3 separate regions of the Oryctolagus cuniculus genome follow, and all the other regions are linked to region 2. Evidence: chromatin contacts called from public Hi-C and Micro-C data. All regions are on one chromosome and are shown on one strand. Each heading gives the region's core, a stretch centred on a gene start, on an enhancer-like site or on the middle of the called end of the contact. The rest is flanking DNA. Distances are from core to core; before and after follow the strand shown. Region 1 has its middle 530 kb from the start of SETBP1. Region 2 holds the start of LOC108177140. Region 3 overlaps LOC108177141 (urea transporter 2).

Region 1 (4,309 bases), core at 1,343-3,842, 530 kb before region 2:
TTTATTTTGTGTTATCATTCTTTATAAAAAATATTTAATTGAAAGACTAACAGAGATAGTGGGAGAGACACACATTGAGAGAGAGAGAGATCTTCCATTTGCTGGTTCCCTCCCCAGATGGCTGGGATTGGGTCAGGCAAAAGCCAGGAGCCAGGAGCTTCTTCTGGGTCTCCTAAGTGAGTGGCAGAGGACCAAAAACTAGTACCATCTTCTTCTTTTCCTAGGTGATTACAGGGAGTTGGATAAGAAGTGGAGCAGTCAGTATATGAATGGGTGGCCATCCAAGATGCTGTTGTCACAGGTGGTAGCTTCACCCTCCTATGCCATAATACCGGCCCCTATGTAATCATTCTTACTTAAAAAAAAAAAAAGATTTATTTTATTTATTTGAAAGAAAGAGCTACAGAAAGAGGTAGAGACAGAGAGAGGTCTTCCATCCGCTGGTTCACTTCCCAGATGGCCACAACAGCCAGAGCTGCACTGATCTGAAGTATTAGATCGAAGTACGTTATAGTCATATAGTAGAATCCTATTTAATTAAAAGAAATAAACTATAAATACATGAAAGATTATCGATGAGGCCGGCACCGAAGCTCACTAGGCTAATCCTCCACCTGCAGCGCTGGCACTCCGGGTCCTAGTCCTGGTTGGGGCACCGGATTCTGTCCCAGTTGCTCCTCTTCCAGTCCAGCTCTCTGCTGTAGCCTGGGAAGGCAGTGGAGGATGGCCCAAGTGCTTGGGCCCTGCACCCGCATGGGAGACCAGGAGGAAGCACCTGGCTCCTGGCCTTGGATCGGTGCAGCGTGCCAGCCATAGTGGCCATTTGGGGGTGGTGAACCAACAGAAGAAAGACCTTTCTCTGTGTCTCTCCCTCACTGTCTAACTGCCTGTCAAAAAAAAAAAAAAAAAAAAAAAAAAGAATATGGAAGAATCTCCAAAACATTCTACTGAAAAGGGGAAGCCAGGCCACAGGTGAAAATAGTGAATGAGTCCTTTTTTCTTTTTTTTGAAGATTTATTTTATTTATTTGAAAGACAGAATTACAGAGAGAGGGAGAGACAGAGAGAGAGGTCTTCCATCCGATGGTTCACTCCCCAGATAGCCGCAACAGCTGAAGCTGAGCCAATCCAAAGCCAGGAGCCAGGAGCCTCCTCCAGGTCTCCCATGTGGGTGCAGGGGCCCAAGGACTTGGGTTATCTTCCACTGCTTTCCCAGGCCATAGAAGAGAGCTGGATCGGAAGAGGACCAGCCAGGTTTAGAACTGGTGCCCGTATGGGAGACTGGTGTTTCAGGCCAGGGCTTTAACCCGCTGTGCCACAGCGCCAGTCCCAATCATTCTTACTTTAAATCAATAAATACGGACTGAAAAATTGATTAAAAATGTTTACACGTTCCATGGACAAAAGTCAGATGTAGCATTTTCCAAGGACAAAAGTAGGAGATAACAGAATCAGTCAATGCATGTGGGAACTGCAGTTTTACAGATGTATAGACAAATATTCAATGAAATAGATAAAGAGATAAATAGCAGGTAAATAACTGTGTTTAAATATTTACTTTACCAATCATTGCTGTGAACAAAGACAATTTTCTAGAACTCAGTTGCTCAATGTATAACTCTAAAGTACTTTTGTGAAGATTAAATAAGTTTTTTAAGTGAACATAAGTGAAAATAAAAGTCTCAAGCTTTAAAGAAAATGTAAGTGGAAATGAGGATTTTCCATAATCTTTACTGAGATGACAAAATTGTGAATGCACTTACTGAATAATCCTATATTTTGAACCATGAGTCTTGATTCTTCAACTTCTTGTTTCAAAAATTTTAGAGTTTTGTAGAAAATTGAATGCAAAGCGTGAATACATGCTCTCTTTAGTGCAGAATATCCATGAATTAGAACCCCAAATTCTGAATTTCCATAGGGTTGGGCAGTATTACTCAGGCTTCTGTAATAATTCCAATCATCATAACAAAAGCAATTTATAGACCAAGAAGTGTTAAGGTTAAGACTGTTAGATATAACTTATTTGGTAACAGAGACACTAAAAGTAGGAGAGCAGTTAAATGTAATATTGATGTTTTTGCATTAGTTCAATTATAGAAGGTGTACTTAATCATCCAAAAATCATAAATTCGATTTCCTCTACAAAAGAATTCACTTTTTAAAATATGAGATATATACACTGGGCTTTTGTCTACTAATGAATATGCATGTAAGCATACTGCATGCAACTGAGATTCATGAATTTGTTTTGAAGATCATTGCTCTGATTTTTCTAAGAGAAAATAATTTGCTTTTTGCTTTTTTTCTTTTATAGTGGGTCACAGGAATCTTTTTCCTTGAGGTCATTTTATCTCTGCACATTTAAATTTTGTATTTTTTTTTTTTTGAGATTTTTCTTTTATTTGAAAGTCAGAGTTACACAGAGACAGAAGGAGAGGCAGAGAGAAAGAGGTCTTCCATCCGCTGATTCACTCCCCAACTGGCCTCAACGGCAGGAGCTCTGCAGAAATGAAGCCAGGAACCAGGATCTTCTTCCAGGTCTCTAATGCAGGTGCAGGGGCCCAAGGACATGGGCCATCTTCTATTACTGTCCCAGGCCATAGCAGAGAACTGGATTGGAAGTGGAGCAACTGGGTCTCCAACTGGCGCCCACATGAGATGCTGGCGCTGCAGGTGGCGGTTTAAATGGCTGCACCACAGCACCGGCCCCTGTATGTTTTTTTAATCACTGCAAAGCACAAATGTATCTATAATTTAATTAACTATTCCTTTATGGATAGATATTTATGTTCACCATAATGTTTCACTGTAAAAAATCATTAACTAATTTAGAATTGCCATATGAAAGAAGTTTTTCTATATATAAGATTCCTCAAAAACTGTAAGCAATTGATGATGTCTGACTCCACAAGTACAAAGGAAAACAAGTACTATGTTATGCTACTACTGGGAGAACTGGCAAAAAGATCCCTTGCGAGGGCACTTTGTCAGTATCTAAAACAGAAACAAAACTTGGAAGGGAAACACACCACATTTTTAACTGAAGTTATTTCTGGGAAGAAGGGTTTGTTTACAAGACAAGCAATAATTTAGGAAGAATTTTACTTTTTCTCTTATATTATGCAACATTGTTTGAATTTGTACTGTAAGTGCATATACTTTTTGAAATTAAATTAAAAATACAAGAATCCATGATCAAATGTCTTTTCGTTGTTATACAAACTATATATTATATGTCCTCCTTGGAAATTTACAATCTTTTTAGCATATTTAAACTCTGAGATGTACCAAGTTATTCAAAATTGTACCCTTTAATTAAATAATTTTTATTAGTACATCAACATCTGTAAAACTGTTTAGAAAAAATATGTGGATTTGTTAGAGAATATCTATAGAGAAAGAGAGATTATCCCAAATAACAAGTTGTTTAAAATCAATCCCTTTCAAGGTTTCCATGAATAACAGGCTCATGCTTGTAGATTCACGAGCAAACAATCTCTAAAAGCAAATGACACTTCCCAGATTGGTTTTAGTAATTAACTTTTGCTCAATGAACTTTGTATTTGAGGGCAGTGTATACTCCCAGCCACAAGGACATGGTCCCCATAGGAAGCCAAGAATCCCCGGAGCCAAGTACAATGGAAATCACTTCCTCTAATATGCTTAAACGTGGCTGGCCTATGAGGCTTTAAGCATGAGCAAGACAGACTACAGCTCCTTTCAGAGTGCCTCCCTTACCTCAGCTGCTGACATTCAAATTGACTTTTCGCATTTATAATAGCAGTTTCTGTCTTGTTTTTACCATTGTCCACCGAGACCACTGCTGTGATTTTCTGCTGATGCACAAGATAGAAGAAAGTGTTCTGGAAAATGCACCACTTATTCCAGTCATTTTGCTAAAGGACACTCAAATGTGGGCAAAGTCGTCAGAGAAAATGACAGAGAGCTGCATGCTGCTGTCAGGAATTGCTTCCTCATCAGTGGCCCAATTTTCAGAAACTAAACCAAAACTCACAAGCTATCCAGCTTTTAGACAAGAAAGAAGTGAGCTACAAGATATTTAAACTACAGGGTTCAGCGAAGTTACTTTTAAAGAGAGAGAGAAAGAATAAGTAATGAAAAGAAAATAGAAAAAAAAAAAACCTCAGTGATGCAAGGTTCCGGGCAGAGATGCCAGGGTTTTGAAAAGACAACATTAAGTTTGATCTAAATGTCAATCAACGACATTGAAATGTTTGCAGGGTGCTTTGTGCTCTGCATGTCCTAGGCAGTGAGAAAAAAATTGAGATTGAGGGTTGAGAGAGTAG
Region 2 (4,297 bases), core at 1,763-4,262:
ACCATAGGACCTGGCACATTATCCATGCCGCTGAACTATTTGTTAAGGGACTGCATGATCCTGACACTAGAGAAAGTACAGGACTCTTAGTTATGTCTATGTCTCTATGTCATGTACATTCCTAAAAGGTGCTCAGATCAGCCTTTTGTTTTTTTAAATGATCCTAGAATCCCAAAAATCAGTCCCTTAACATTGCCCGACACTATTTTTAACCCAACTTCTTTACCAGCTATAGATTTTCTATGTTTCAGGGTCTCATTCTGAATTAAAAAATGACCTACTAGGGAAATAATATGAGAAGAATTTCTGTGGAACTTGGCTAGAATTTAAATACAGCTCCTATTCTATAAACAGACATATCATTCGGCCGGAGCTTTGGTTTTTAGCAATCCTATTTAAAACTATATTTATGCATTACCTTATTATATATTAGCAGGTATACAGTATTATTTTTACATATATAACACTTTTAAAAGAAGGAGAAGATCCCTCCTTTCCTTGCCCTCCTCTCACTTCTAATCATTGGGAGATGGGCTACACATAAAGAAGAAACTCTGGATGAGAAGTCCAGGCACATGTAGCAGATTCATGGCTTTCGCTGAACTTAATGATTCAGGGAAGTCTATTGAATCTCTTTGCGTGGTTCCTCAACTTAGAGATGATGGGATTTGACTTGGTGATACTCGAGGGTGAACTTTTATTGCACTATGATTCAACAGACAGATCTACCATTATTACAGAGACTTTTAAATACAGCGCACACTTCTCTGAACTTCTCTCCAAAGAAACACAACACCACAGGAAGGACAATCCTGTTAACATGCTTAAATTTTAAAAGGAAAAAGACTTGGGCAACAAACTTCAGTTCTGGCTCACACGATGCAAGCCAACCCTTCTGATTTCTGGACGCACTTTCTGCTTTGCATCAATGGTGCACACTCTTAGTCCTCTGCCTACTTTGGTCTTGGGTATCAGAAATCCGGACGCACAAGTAGATGGGCAAAGGTCAGGTGATTACCGAGGTCATTTTGGCATAGTATTGTGTGCCTTCAGCTCTTCTTTCATCATCAGCTCCTATGTCTTGTTGAATTTTTTCCAATGAAGCATTATTTTCTCATTAATAGTTATGCTTCAACACAGCGCAGAACAGAGGAAATCTTGCTCCATTGGAGGTCTTGCAGTGATGAGTAAGGGAGGCAAAGTTTGTGGCCAGTCAGAACATTCTTCCCAACAAAGAGGATAATTTGAGTTAGAAGGGGATAAATTGTTGTGCAAAACCCTGACTGACACCCGGGGGCGTGGACCAGTGTGTGAGTGTGTGCGTGAGAGGGAGGTGCGGCGGGGGGGGGGGGGGCGGGGGTCCAGCCACTTTTTCTCCCTTGCTCCAGAGCATTCCGGTAAAAAAGAGAAAAAAAGAGGTCGTCCGACAGAATTCAACCCTGTAGCCAAGCGGGGTTGGCAGTGGCTGATGTGGTTGCTAGGGGGCCGCCCCCCACTCACCACCCAAACATTTCTCAGTTTCACCCAACTCTCACAGAGAAAGGCATGGTCAAACTCAGCTGCCTGCGTTCGGAGTGACCTCTACCTGGAGATCTGGAAGCATAGCCCTTTGCAGGTCTCTGTGAGTCTTCCTCAGTCAGCTGATGGAGTGCACAGCGTCCCTAAGCTTCTCCATTCTTCCCTTGGCCCGAAAAGCGCCCCTTCTGTAACCCCAACAGAAATGCCCAGAGACTAAAAGTAACCGCCACGTTTTGCCAAGCACCAAAGACATCCCCACCACCCGGATCAGGGAGGGAGCTGCGAGGTTGCCATCCGTGCCCTTTCCTGCAAGAGTCTAACTGTGGTGGATAACGAGAAAAAATGACACGAGGACCCGATGCCTACAAGTAGCTTACTAAAACACAATACACAAATAAAGTAAAACCAACCCTGGAAAGGAAGCCTCATGACCCGCTTAAAAGAAAGAAAGCAACCACGCTGCGCCCAGTTGAGAGAGCCTACCACGTCGGCGCCTGGACGCGCGGCTCCCGCGACACTGCCCCTGTTGTGTCAGACAGTGGCGGTGTTGAGCCCGGCAGCCCGCGCCCAGCCGGAGGCGCTCCCCACGGCCGCTCAGTCTCCGCCGCTGACTCCGACGCGCAGAAGCCACTGGGCCGCGAGGGCGCTGGGGAGCGCTAGGGGCGCGGGGTGCGGCGAGGGGCTCCCGATCGGCCGCCACCAACTGTTTCCCTCCTCCTTCACGGCTAGACCCCGCTCCCTCCAATTGACCGAGATTCCCCGGGGGTGGGGAGGTGAGGGGAGCGGCCGCTCTTCGCTCTCCACCGGCTCCCGCCCGAGAAGCGGCCCCGGGCCCGCGGGGCCAGCCGCGTGGGCGCCGGCGCCCCCTCCGAGGCGGCCGGCGGGGTGGCGGTCCCCGCTCGCCTCTGCCGCGCGGCCGCTCCGATCCTCCCCCCCTTCCCCGCCCGCGCCCTCCCCCTTCCTTTCACCAAGACTCTGGGACTCGGGAGAGGGCGCGGGAGGCAGGCACACGGGCCCGACCCCACTCCAGCTCTCGCCGGGGACGCGGGCGGGCGGGCGGCAAGGGGGCGCGGGGCGGGCGCGGCCATGGAGCGGCGGCGGCGGCGGCGGCGGCAGCACTAGCGACCGCGGGCGGACGGGCGGAGAGCGGGCAGGGCCGCCGGGCGCCGCGGACCGAACTGCACAGCTCAGCAAAAGCGCCCTCGCCCTCCGCGCGCCGCCTCCTGCGAGCCCAAACCCAGCAACATTTTTAAAGCTCCAATCCATCCTTTGAAGACAAGGGGGGGGGGGGGGAGGTGGTGGAAATAGCGTTGATCGGAGAGACGGGGATATATTTATATATTTATATATATATATACAATTTTTTTTGGCTCCTGCTAAAATTAGCCGGGCCCGCCGCGCGCCCGTGTGCGAGTGTGAGCGAGTGTGTGCGTACGGGCGTGTGTGTGTGTGAATGTGATTACTCCAGGACTCCTCGGGCTCCGGAGACGCCATTTTCCCCCTTGATATCTCTCTCCATAAATCGGTGGCGCGGCGGAGGCGGCCGCGCCGGGCGGGAAGCGCGGGGCCGGCCGGGGCGCCCGCCGCTCGCCGCCGCCTCCGCGCGCCCGGGGGCCCCGCAGCCCCCCGAGCGAGGGCGGCCCGCCCCGCGGCTCGCCGTTTGACAGATGCTCATCGCCATGGAGTTGCCGCAGCAGCACCTTTGGGGGCTCCGGCGAGCGACCGGAGCCGGGATCTGAGCGAGCGCCAGGGCCAGCGGAGCCGGAGCCGCCGGGACATGGGTGAGCACGCGCGGCGACCTTGCCCCGGGAGCCCCGGCGCGCAGCCTCCCGCCGCGCCGCGGGCCCCCGCACGCCCGGGCCCGGGGTGGTGTGTGTGAGTGTGTGAATGTGTGTGAGTGTGTGTGTGTGTGTGTGTGCGCGCGCCCTGCATGCAAAAGTTCACGTTGCCTCGCCTGGTCTCGCCGGGGCTTTGACTTTGCACCGAGCAGGAAGGGGCAGCCGGGGCCGAGGGGGCGGGATGCCGGTCCCGGCGAGTCTGCCGGGGAGGGGCGCGATTCCGGCCGGCCCGCGGGTGGGCAGCGATGCTGGCTCCATCCGAGTGGCCCGTTGGTGGCGGCGATGGTGGAAGAGTCGGGCTAGGAGCTCATTGAGTTTCGCCTAATCTGATCCCCCACCCCCACCCCGCCTTTGCACCCTCCCTCGGTCCTGCAGCCGGCTGCTTGGGCTGGCGTTGGTAGAGCGGACCCGGGAGGGGGAGGGGGTAGGAACATAGGAAAAGGGGTGGGAAGGCGGCAGGATTTTTTTTTTTTTTTTTTTTTTTTTTTTTTTGCTCTCTTTGTAACTTGCAGGTTAAGTGGAGCTAGAGAGCTACATTGTAGCCTAGTTGGATTTTTTTTGGGGGGGGGGTGGCATGTATCAGAATCTAACGTGTCGTTAATAGAAAGAAGATCAGGCGAGAAGTGGTCCAGCCGGCGAAGGTTGGTTTGTGCTTGTGTCGTGGCTGTGTGTTAGTCTTTTTTCTCGGAAACCTTAATCAATGGATTTGAGTCTGTTGTGCTCTCTGGTTTGGGGACTCTGAAAAGACAGGAATTCCCTTAAAAGCAGACGAATGCCCTTTTGAAAGCACGCATTGTGTGCCCTGGGCTTGGGAATTAAACGGCAGGCTTCCCCCTTCGGTGGTTTCCAGGGGGAAATCGCTCCGGAAAGGGAGCCCTTCAGTATCGATTTATTGTTTTTGTCTTTCAAACCATTATCTCTTCGACCAAAATACTGTCTGA
Region 3 (4,520 bases), core at 1,152-3,651, 750 kb after region 2:
ATGAGCAAGGTTAGAAAGCCACGAGAAGTTACAGGGTTAAGCAAGGAGGAAGAAAGGAATTATTTTTTAGAAGCAAGACATCTAGCATAGGCAATTCACAGGCAAATGAAAACTGGAGATAAACTGCATTTGTTTGAAAAGGAGAAAGCTGAGACTAGAAGCCTTTGCAGTTTGTCTTAAGTGACTAGGACCAACTACACTGCACTCAAAGGAGGGGTAAAAGTATGAGGAAGCCACACAGATCTTTTCCTCTGCTGGCTGTTACATGCCACCTTGGTTTTTTCACCTTCAAAGTGAAGAGCAAGCAGCATCCTGAAAAATGCCTTCCTAGGACCAGTCTAGATGACCATGAACAAATTCTCTTGCTATGATATGAATCAGACCTTTGCTCTCCAAAAGGCTTCTTGGCTCTAGAATTGTCTATGTTCCTCCGTGGGAACCATCCCACCCATGCACAAGTGAAACATCCTCCACTTTCTTGGGGTTACCAGGGGTCACCTAAAGTCACCCCCACCCTGCCCCAGACAGTCTCAGAATTAAAGGAGGGAGTTAAGGTAGACTGTTAGACACTGCTGCCCTCTGCTGGGTGGTATGTGGCCAACAACCCCTCCACACACACACACACACACACACACACAAGGTGCTATGTCCCTCCCACCTCCCATCCCCCAGCGCCCAGCAACTGCCCCCTTGTATTGCCCTATGTTGACCTGTCTTGCATCTTTTATTGCAAGTGGAAAACCACAGGAACCTGAAGACCCAGGAGGGTGTGTTCCTGTGTGAGCATTGCAGAGAGACAGGCATGTGGATGTGAACCCAAAGGGCCAATTGCCCTCAATTAAGTGAAGGCTCCCTCTGACTTCAGTGTGACCACTCAGCTGCAAACCACACACAGGTCACCAGCATGACAGCACCTTCAAGCAAAGATGCACAGGGGGATTTCAGGCTTCTCCTGCCTTTTATTATCAATGAGCTAAATGCAGAGGCAAAATGGGAATAATTGGATGGCAGGAGAACATCAGGATATTGTAATTGTTCTCCTTGGAGATGAAAAGGGAAGCTGAAAAACATCTGCACACTGAAATCTGCTCCGATGCAATAAGTGGGCCAAGAAAACCTGCAACCACGAAGTGGGGCTAATTTACTGCTCTAATCACCAGCATCCAATCTGAAGCCAGACATTATCTTAAAGTACACACCAGTTCCAGGTGGTGCACAGCAAATGTTTGATTAGTGCTACCAAATTCTCTGCAACTTGATAACATTTCCAAGTGTGCAGGAATGATGGGACTGCACATGGCTGGAGCTGGGCCACAGGAAGGTGTTTGCCTCTGGGTCACAGCCTTCCGAAGAAACACACTTCAGGCCTGCTTCCCAGGGAACTAAGACACTGGGTTCAGACAAGCAAAGCAAGGAACTTAGCAGGAGCAGAGGGAGGTAGATTTCAAAGATAAGGAACAACCAGGTTGTTGCCAATGAGGCTTGAAAACAAAATAGAGGGAAAGCCCAGAATTTGATCCATAAAGAATCTAATATGTGTCAGTTGCTGGATGTTTTATGTATCATTAATCCTCACATACTAAAATACAGTTGCCACCACTTTATTCTCATTTATCAGATGAAGGAACTGAGGGTATGTGACTTATCCAAGATGTCTCGGCTAGAACATTATGGAGCCATGATTTGAAATGAGGACTGATTTAAGTCTTCAAAAAACATGGTTCTGAAAGGAACAGGGGTTCGGATAAGACAATACAGATGTCATGGTATTCTAAGGGGGGCACAGAAAAGGACATCAGAAAGGATGAAAATAAAGTAAGCTTGAAGGCCGGCACCGTGGCTCAATAGGCTAATCCTCCACCTTGCGGCGCCGGCACACCGGGTTCTAGTCCCGGTTGGGGCGCCAGATTCTGTCCCGGTTGCCCCTCTTCCAGGCCAGCTCTCTGCTGTGGCCAGGGAGTGTAGTGGAGGATGACCCAGGTGCTTGGGCCCTGCACCCCATGGGAGACCAGGAAAAGCACCTGGATCCTGGCTCCTGCCATCGGATCAGCGCGGTGCGCCGGCTGCAGCGGCGGCCATTGGAGGGTGAACCAACGGCAAAGGAAGACCTTTCTCTCTCTGTCTCTCTCTCTCACTGTCCACTCTGCCTGTCAAAAAAAAAAAAAAAAAAAAAAAAAAGTAAGCTTGAGACAGCAATGCCTTTACTGAGCCCCTGACACATCCCCAGGAAAGCATGAAGCACTATGACCGAAGCAGAAAACACAATGCCTGCCCTGAAGGAGCTTAGGGTCTGTTTGAAAGGTAGGAAATTGTTTGGGCCAGCAATGAGACAGCCTGCAGAGCTCAAAGTTGAGAGCTGCATTTGATATGCAAGTATGAATCAGATCAGCAGAGAAGAGCATATGCCAAGTTATGGAGGCGAAAGTGATGGTGGTGAGTTATTCTGGGGTAAATGAGGAGGCCCAGATGAGGAGTTACATCTGTCTAGCTGGAGTCTGTTCAAAAATTGCAGCTGGAAACTACTTCTGGCTGGCTTTTAAAACCCCAACTGAAGGGTCAAATATCTCGTGGAAATTTCATATCTAAAACCCGTAGATGGGAGAGGAAAGAGCATTAAAACTGGTGGGGAGAGCCAGGGCAGAGAGGATTGGTGACATGGAACTCAGTTGTTGTGACTTCTGGAGTTGGAGCTCTGTTTCCTGCAATCCCTTCTCAAATTCAAAGACCTCAGGAGGATCCTGGAAAACCAGAACCAACCAGAAGCTTGTAGTCTGAAGGCAAACGGCGCCCCCTAATGGCTCCATGCATTCCTTTTGTAGCTGGCTTGGTTCTTCTTCCAGTATGGCTCACCACCCTGAAAAAGGCTCGCTTCCTACTCTGCAGCAATGGGTAGAACTGCATCATCAGATAAACTGAGTCCTGAAAACATAGAGCTCCGGACTCCCCCCTGCATCCAACAACTACAATGATGCCTGCCTTAGAAGCAGAGCAGTCCCATAGCTGAGAGCATGGACTCTGGGGTCAGGCTATGATTTGAGTTTCTGCAGTGATGTCCACTGGCTATAGGACCTTGTTAATTAACATCCTGATGCCTCTGCTTCCTCACCTGCAGAATCAGTTGGGATGCAGATAGCCCCTGCCTCCTGGGGGCACTGCCAAGGTTGATGGTGATAGTTCAGCCTAACCACTTAGCACATAACCAAACAGATGGTAAGCACATGCAATTAGTAGCAGAGTGGTGGTAGTAGTAGTGAAACTGTGATTCATTCTGAATTACTCTCTACCAACATTATAAGAATATTAACTCTCCTTCAAGACAGAGACTCAAATTGTTTCTGGAATACTTTTCTTTGAATTACTACTTTTTCCCCCTAAACTGAGCCCAGCTCCATTGCTGCTTCTTCCATTGGAGTCTTCATGAATGCTTTACACATGGAGTCCTTCAGCTTGTCCATTAGCTGAGGGTCTACTAATGGTTCTCACTCAGGGGACAAACTCATAGAGAAGCTACTTTCTCACACTTTGTTGATCACCATTCATATAAAAAAGAGGTCTGGAGGGTCTCACACCACCAGTGAATGTGACACACCTGTGACTCTGGAAATAACACACATGACCTTTTCCACAACTGATTAGCCAGAGCTACCAGTACACCCTGCTCCCAACACAAGCAGGCAGTAAATTCACCCCTACCACATGCCCACCTCACCCCTACAAAATTAGAAGAAACAGATGTTTGTGAGAATAAATGATAATTACTATACTCCTGGAAAGCAAAAGCAAGCTCTAATTCTACTTTATGCCACCCACTAAGTGTACCTTGTACAATTAGTGCACAATAGAAGTCTTTGAATGAATAACTGAATGAATACATTAGTTCACAAGTACATTATCTCTCCCAATCAATATCATACATTTAGTTCAAAAACCTCCTAAAAACCATTAGTAGAAACCCTTAGGGCACTTCAGAAGGGATGACTTGGGATACAGGCTATAACTCCAAGTGTTTTTAAATGTAGAAGTGTTTTTAAATGTATGAATTCTTGTGACAATCAATAACTGATAAGGATTATTTGCTCTCAGGGAACTGAATTGCATATATGAAATAGCATTTACATGTGAAATAACTGGTATACAATCCAATGCTAATTGTAGAATATGCATGGAAGTAGTATGTGCTTTGTCCAAGGGACAGAAAAATGAGGGAATCCCTTATAAGGTCAGTTTGTGTGGGAAGGAGGTCATTTTTGACGGGATTTTTAAAGGCAGAGAAGAGCTTGGGAAAGCTCAAAGGAAGAAAAAGCCCAGTTACCTAAAGCTGCCATGCTCTTATCTTAAAGAAACCACACACCTGAAATGAGACCTTTCTTTACTATTGCTGGACAAGGTTCACTCAGCTCTTAACAAGGAGGGAAGTTATAATTATTGGAAAAAAAAAAAAAAAACAAGGTACAGCCTGTTTTGATAGCATCTTCCATTCCTTTCTGGGAGATGGGGCTACTCTGGGCCAACTCCCTTCA

The links. Hi-C and Micro-C count contacts between places; a contact is called where the count stands out from the background.
Region 1: a Hi-C map of an unstated tissue shows a contact between it and region 2, with 2.5 times the contacts expected there. The contact joins the enhancer-like site here to the promoter of LOC108177140 in region 2. A contact is called at or near these places in 2 of 6 Hi-C or Micro-C datasets (skin fibroblasts and an unstated tissue).
Region 3: a contact with region 2 is called in a Micro-C map of ear pinna, with 4 times the contacts expected there. The contact joins the enhancer-like site here to the promoter of LOC108177140 in region 2. A contact is called at or near these places in 3 of 6 Hi-C or Micro-C datasets (ear pinna, skin fibroblasts and an unstated tissue).

Annotation. Positions count from the first base shown.
Region 1 is chr10:33,251,179-33,255,487 of mOryCun1.1, reverse strand. No RefSeq gene overlaps it. Among named protein-coding and RNA genes, the nearest start is that of SETBP1, 530 kb to the right of the region's middle. Within about 2 kb of position 2,592, at least 1 of the 8 cell types and tissues checked has an H3K27ac peak or open chromatin away from gene starts, as enhancers often do.
Region 2 is chr10:32,725,148-32,729,444 of mOryCun1.1, reverse strand. LOC108177140 reads right to left here and starts at 3,012. Exons shown (of 2, transcript XM_070050269.1): 1 at 2,002-3,012. The coding sequence starts at 3,012. The coding sequence ends at 2,113. SETBP1 (SET binding protein 1) reads left to right here and starts at 3,156. Exons shown (of 6, transcript XM_008261251.4): 1 at 3,156-3,299.
Region 3 is chr10:31,977,697-31,982,216 of mOryCun1.1, reverse strand. The region is part of intron 2 of LOC108177141 (urea transporter 2); the gene reads left to right. The region is part of intron 3 of LOC138844028 (a long non-coding RNA gene); the gene reads right to left. Among named protein-coding and RNA genes, the nearest start is that of SLC14A2, 250 kb to the right of the region's middle. Within about 2 kb of position 2,401, at least 1 of the 8 cell types and tissues checked has an H3K27ac peak or open chromatin away from gene starts, as enhancers often do. A contact at or near this core is called in ear pinna, where this site is marked.